2 separate regions of the Mus musculus genome follow, and region 1 is linked to region 2. The links are chromatin contacts, called in public promoter capture Hi-C maps. All regions are on one chromosome and are shown on one strand. The core of a region is the stretch at or near the end of the contact, and the rest is flanking DNA. Distances in the headings are between cores, read along the strand shown.

Region 1 (2,905 bases), core at 206-2,705, 220 kb before region 2:
CTGTTGTCCCCATTGGTGTTGGGTGTCTGAGAGGTGAGGTCCAGGTCTTCTGTTTTCTTGGCTGTCCATCGCTACAGTTTGGACTTGGATCCTTTCCAGGCTCTGCTTGAGTCCATCAAGAGCCTCAGGAGGAGGCTGAGTAGGAAGGAGGCTGAGTAAATGAGTTATTCTTATCCTGAGATTGCACAGAAAAGCTTAGTGTGGCCACATGTCTGTGACCCTCTGCTGGAGGATGGAGTCAAGTGGATCCCAGAGTCCCTGGCTAGCCAAACTTAATCAAAATGGCAAGTTTCAGGTTCAGTGAGAGAGACTGGCTCAAAAACTGAGTGCAACAGGTGGCCAACTGAGGAAAATTCCTGCTGCTCACCTCAGGCCTCCATGGGTGCCTGCACGGGGAGTGTAGCCGCACACTTGCACCCAACATCCCTAAGGTCAGGGTGTCCTTTGGGGAACAGGAAGCTTGCTAGGGGGTGACAGTCACAAGGGAATGACATAGGTCCTGCTGCCTCTGAGCTGGCCTTGCCTCTGGCTACTACATCCCCTTTGCCCACTAAGTTCTCTGACTCCTCCCAAGTGTGGGTGTTATACTTGTTACCGTTTCAGACACCGCCCTCACCTCTACCCCGACCCTGTGTGGGCACACACACATTGTGTGTGTGGGGGGGGGGACGGGACTGCTGCTAGCTTGGTTCTCCTATTCTTATGTACACTTCTACTGTATTCACAACTACAGCTTTATGGCCCGTCTGTTGTCTGTTCCCCCACAGTGAAGAGCACTGGCTTGTGCCCCCTGGTACACTTGTGTGAGGGTCCTCACCAAGTCACCTCAGACCCATGTCATACCTGTTTTCTGGGGATACCTACCCACTTCGACTCAGTTTTCAGGTTGCCTTAGGCTTCCATTCTATACTCCCCCCACACATTAGAGCCCTTGTTTATTGAATGGGGCTCAAGGGTCAGCACAGCTGAGGGGCCCCTTGTCCCTCTGGTCCCCATTGGGTACAGTCCAGCCTGTCCAAAGTACAGGCAGCTGAATGGTCCTGAATCCCAGTTTCCATACCTCAAGGGCTAGGAAGGAGGTTGAGGCACTTCTGGAGTCTCCAGGCTCCTGGGTCAAGTTCCTCCGCAGAGACTGGCCCAACCAACACCCTGCTGCCAGTGGAGAGGGGCCCATAGCGTGGGCCCACCCTTACCCAGCATAGTCTGAGCTGGGTGAGGTTGGGTAGCAGCCGATCTTGCACAATAGCGAAGTAGCTTGAAGCAGATTGTACGTACTAGGAAGGTGAAGGTGGCCTATCCTTAAGGTCCTACCTGTCATCTCCCGATTATCGGGATTTTTTTGTCGGTTATCTCCCGATTCCCGGGATTAAACGATTCCGGGGCGTCCAGACACCGCCCTCACCCCCACCCCCACCCCGCGCCCGAACTCAGTGGGGGGCGGGACAGGGCGGGCAGTGGGCAGGCCGTCACAGGCCACACCCACTCCGGTATTTCGAAGCTGGAGTGAGCTGCACTGGCCGGAGGGCGGGCTCAGATCCTAAGCCGAAGTTGAGCGAAGAGTCCACCTGGGTGAGTGTCCTGCTAAACTGAGGAACCCCAGCCCTGCCTACCAACTGCTTCTTCCTCCGCCTGGACAAGGGTCCAGGCGCCCTGCCCGACTCCGGGTGGAGGCAACTCAGAGGCCACGCGACCGTGTCAGGCAGTCTGGGATGCAGGCAGGCCGCAAGGAGAAGCAGAGGATAGGTTGCTAGCTCCGGGAAACTTCAGAGCCTGAGCTCATGGAGGCCCCTGCTGCGTCTGGCTCTGAACGAGGGACCCATTCTACAGATGAGGAAACGGAAGCCATCCTACTAGGAAGTGGCCGGGCTCAAGGCAGACTCCAGCCCCTCTCCTCATCCTCCGAAGAGCAGGGTCTGGGAGAAAAGGCAGGGGTTGAAGGAAGACTAGGAAAGGGGGTGCAGGAGTAAGGCAGAACACCGGGGCCTCAGGGGAAGGCCAGATCGCGAGTGGTGTGTGTGGGTCTAGCTCGCAGATTACAGGACAGGACCTAGTAACAAAATCAAGGTATGTAATGTGGACTGTCTGCAGGGAGCATGGGGGAACTTCCGTTTGTCTTGCATGTACATGTCTAGCATCCCTTGGCTGGAGCACCCGAGTGCTGGTGGTTATGGCGCTGGGACTAGGCAGGATGTGCCAAGTCAGAGCAGCGTCCCTCTGTCTGGGACAGACCCCTCTGTGGTGTGGTTCTAGTTGGCCATGTGACCTTAGACTTCACCTTACTCCACCTGGGTTGGCCCATTTATAAATTAAGGCCAGGATAGGAGGAGTGGTGGTAGCACAAGCCTTTAATCCCAGCACTCAGGAGGCAGAGGTGGGCTGATCTCTGAGTTCAAGGCCAGTCTGATCCCCAGAGCCAGTTCCAGGACAGTCAAGGCTACACAGAGAAATCCTTTCTTGAAAAACGGACAAACAAAAAAATCGTAAGGCTGGGTTGTCCACTAGGAATTGGGGGGAAGGGGTGTTTATAGAAAGAAGTAAGATGTGGGGAGTCTGATTTTTCGTTTATCTCCTCACTCACATCTTTCCTGCCAGGGGTGGCCAATTCAATCAAAGAGGAAACAGGCCCAGAGAGGGCAAGTGACTTACCCAGTGTCACATAGCTGCTTACAATTTGGGGAGGACCCTAGAGACTTAGTCCCTGGCTCTGTGCACCCAGCCCTCCCTGCTCACCCCTGCCTGTGCAGGGCCTGGCTCTTCTGAAGCCCTTGACTACCATCTGAATTCTTTCCTTTCCCAAGCTGGGGACAGGACTGTGGTTTCCCCTTAAGTAAACCAGACCTAGGGAGGAAGTGGTCTGCTGGGCAGACCCAGGCAGTAAGCTGGGCCCATTAGTATCTGAAGTTCC
Region 2 (3,306 bases), core at 496-2,995:
GATAGGAACTGTCAGCTAGGGCGGCTTAGAGAGTGGAGAGGCAGTATGGTTTTCAAGAACTAAGTGGGATAAGAGTCCCAGCAATGAGGCCCTCCCCCAGGCAAGACAGTGCCCATCTCTGCAAGGGGCCATTACAGTTGCAGCCCATAAGATGGAGTTGAGAAGTAACGGAGGTGTGGCTAGGCCAGGCCGTGTGAGCCCAAGGCTTCAGCTTCCTCTCTGACCGGTGGGAGGAGTGGTGAGGTCTGGCTTATTTAACAAGCTCCCTGGCTGCAGGGAGAGGAGGCCTCAGAAAAATCAAGGCTGAAAGAGGAAGGCCTTGGGGGATGGGTGAGAGTGGGGCTAGAGAAGGGGGTTGTGCTCTTGGCTCTGTGTTGAAGGTGGAGGGGGGATGGGGGTTGGGCTTGGGTGAGAAGGAACCAGCAAGGACACTAGCTGCTCTAGTCCCCAGTCCCCTGACTGCCCCTGAGACCTCCTGACTCCTCTTCCGGTCAGAGACTGGATACAGCCACCCCAGGAGACTGCTCTTCCTGAACCACTGGCCTGCTTCCGCATTGAAATCTCTGCCCTGACCCTTGGAACCCTGGTGTGGGTCCCCTCCCCCTACTAGCTGGTCCCTGGTCTTCATGTTTTCCTATTAGAAGACAAGTTTGGGGAGTCAGTTCTCTTTTCTTCTGCGATCCTAGGGTTGAACTTAGGTCAACGGGAGCCATCTTGCTGGCCAGCCTTGACCTGCCTTTTGCTCCTTCTGTTTATCAGGTCCGGTTTATGCAGCGCTGGGAGAGCTGTGCACACTAGGGAACCAAGGGCTCTATCAACTCTTTTTAAACAGGGTCTCGCAGGTAGCCCAGGCTGGCCTCAAACTCATGGCAAGCCTCCTGCCTCAATCTCCCGAGGCTGGACACCATGTCAGACTTATAAGTAAAGTCATACACACTTGAGCGCCATGTCACTTTCCCGGCTACTCACTCCTTTGTTTGGGCTCTTATTTTTGTCTCTTCCTAGCATAAACCACAGGAGGGCAGAGGCACCCTCCTGACCACCTCAGCTTCTGTCCTTCCTCTCTACCTTGCAAGGTGGACACTGCCATTAGCTTACTTTCTAAGGACATGAAATGATTTCACCTACACCTGCCTGCCCAAGGTGTGAGGTTCTAGAAAGCACTGCCGGAGAGAGAAGGCTCAGCAGTTAGAAGCACTTACTGCTCTTTTAGAGACCTGGGTTTGGTTCCCTGCAGTCACCTGGTGGCTCACACCTCTAACTCCAGTCCCAGGGGACCCCCACACCCTATTCTGGTTTCCTTCCCGCATGTGGTGCACATACATGCGTGCAAACACTCATACACATACAACAAAAAGTAAATCTAAAAGTAAAAGCCCCCAGTTCCTCCAGCAGTATCCGCTTTTGCGCCTGTTCCCGCGTGCATCCCAAGTGGGGCGGTATGTCTCTGGGCCAGGTGGCTACAGTTGTGGTGAAAGAGCCCAAAGCTGGCTTCGGAGACCTTTGGCTTCCAGCCCTGAGGCCTCCTGACTGTGTGGGTCATGCTTCCACGTGCCTCAGTTTCCTCACCTGTCAGTACAGAGACTTGGCAGGTGACCCACCTGCTTGCCCGGCCTCTCCTGTCGCGGGCCCGGAGAGACCCGCCTGCCCGGCTCCCGGGCGCCCGCAGGAGGGCGCGGCTTGGCGGGGGGCGCGGGCGGCGCGGGGGGCGGAGACCGGCTCGGCTTCCGCTCCCTCCTCCCGCGTCGTCTTGGGCCGCGGCGCCCGAGGCGGGAGCAAGAGGCGCCGGGAGCCGCGAGGATCCACCGCCGCCGCGCGCGCCATGGAGCCCGAGTGAGCGCGCGGCGCTCCCGGCCGCCGGACGACATGGAAACGGCGCCGACCCGGGCCCCTCCGCCGCCGCCGCCGCCGCTGCTGCTGCTGGTGCTGTACTGCAGCTTGGTCCCCGCCGCGGGTAAGGTGGGCGCGGGGGACAATGGCCGGGGCCGCAAGCAGCCACTTTGCAAGTTGCGGACGAGTTGGAGCGCGCTCCGGGGGACCACGCGCCGGGGGACCTCGCGCGGGCCCTTTGTCTCTCCCGCCGGGGCCCCTCCCTGGGGACCGAGCCCGCCAGGTGCGGCGCGGGCGGGCCCTCACCTGCCCAAGGCTCGGGACGCCGGGCGCGCTCAGGAGTGCGCCCACGGGCATCGCGATGGCCCGGGACAGGCCTGGCCTATCGCGAACTACTGGGAAAACTTTTCGCGAGCCTGCTTGCGGCGGCCGGCCTACCGAGCCCTGGGAAGTGCCAGAAGTTGCTAGCTAGGAAGTTCGGAGAGCCCTGCGCGGGGCGGCCTGGCCCTGGGCTGCTGTCGCTTTGACCTGCGTGGGCTGTCAGCCTTCCAAACCGACTGACACCTGCCAGGTGTCCCCGTGACCCCAGTGACCCATCTGACCGCTCGGGCCCCCAAGCGGTGGCCAGGCACCCAGCCCCGCTGACCAGTGCCCAGCCCCGAGATCGGTTGCGTGGGTGCCTTGGTGTGGGGAGGTATGGTTCTGCCTCAGTTGGACCCACCTTTAGGGAAGTGGCCCGCTCGGGAACTTTCTAACTTTTTTTTGGTGTGTCCTGAGGGGTGGAGCTGAGGTCAGGAGGACTCTCGAGAAACGAAGCAGTTGGAAACGCTACACATGTTCTTTTAATTCGGAGATTGCCATGTGGTTTTTAAAGCAAGGCTCTTGCCACCTAAATCATTGTTTTCGGGTGTTTGTGTTTTGTTTTTCTGGAGTGTGGCTGTCCAAGGGTCCGGCAGATACTCTTGAACTCCCGGGTGGTGGTGATGGCAGTTTGGGGCGGGGTAGGGGACAACCTCAGGTCCCTTTGTCTGGGCCTTATTAAGGCGAACAGCTGTCCCCCTGTGTATTTCCAGGGTAGACACTTGAGGGAGGTGGCTGGGCCTGGCTCTGTGCTCAGATTCCCTGGGCTGCAGTCTCTTCCACCTATGTTTGGGGGGAGGGGTCGAGGGGAGCTGGCTTCATCCAGTCTTGGAGCTCTCAAGCTCAGCCAGAGGGCTCTTGGGGAGTCTCCCCCTAAATTTGTCTCCCTCGGGATCATGTTTACATTTTCAGGCCATCTCTGGTGTTAGCAAAACAAGGCGAAGACAAAACTGTGACAGGCTGTGGGAAGTCCAGGCCAGTTCTACTCTTCCCGGAAATGCCTGGGTCGTGACTGCAGAAGGGGTATGGGGCAGCTATTTGTTTTAAAGGTGGGGTTTGTAAGCCGACTTTCCTGTCCTAGGTAGGATTGACATTACTCTGGGATCCCCTAGCCTG

The links. Capture Hi-C pulls out chosen DNA fragments and counts their contacts.
Region 1: a contact with region 2 is called in a promoter capture Hi-C map of liver. A contact is called at or near these places in 1 of 39 promoter capture datasets (cranial neural crest), 4 of 130 datasets of targeted methods (the 230-238 cell line, craniofacial prominence, embryonic stem cells and 1 more) and 2 of 9 other capture datasets (liver and pancreatic islet).

Annotation. Positions count from the first base shown.
Region 1 is chr19:3,905,683-3,908,587 of GRCm38.p6, reverse strand. It overlaps Tcirg1 (T cell, immune regulator 1, ATPase, H+ transporting, lysosomal V0 protein A3), which reads left to right and starts at 1,455. Exons shown (of 20, transcript NM_001136091.2): 1 at 1,455-1,569.
Region 2 is chr19:3,685,003-3,688,308 of GRCm38.p6, reverse strand. It overlaps Lrp5 (low density lipoprotein receptor-related protein 5), which reads left to right and starts at 1,745. Exons shown (of 23, transcript NM_008513.3): 1 at 1,745-1,954. The coding sequence starts at 1,867. It overlaps Gm36672 (a long non-coding RNA gene), which reads right to left and starts at 1,759. Exons shown (of 4, transcript XR_388279.4): 1 at 1,570-1,759.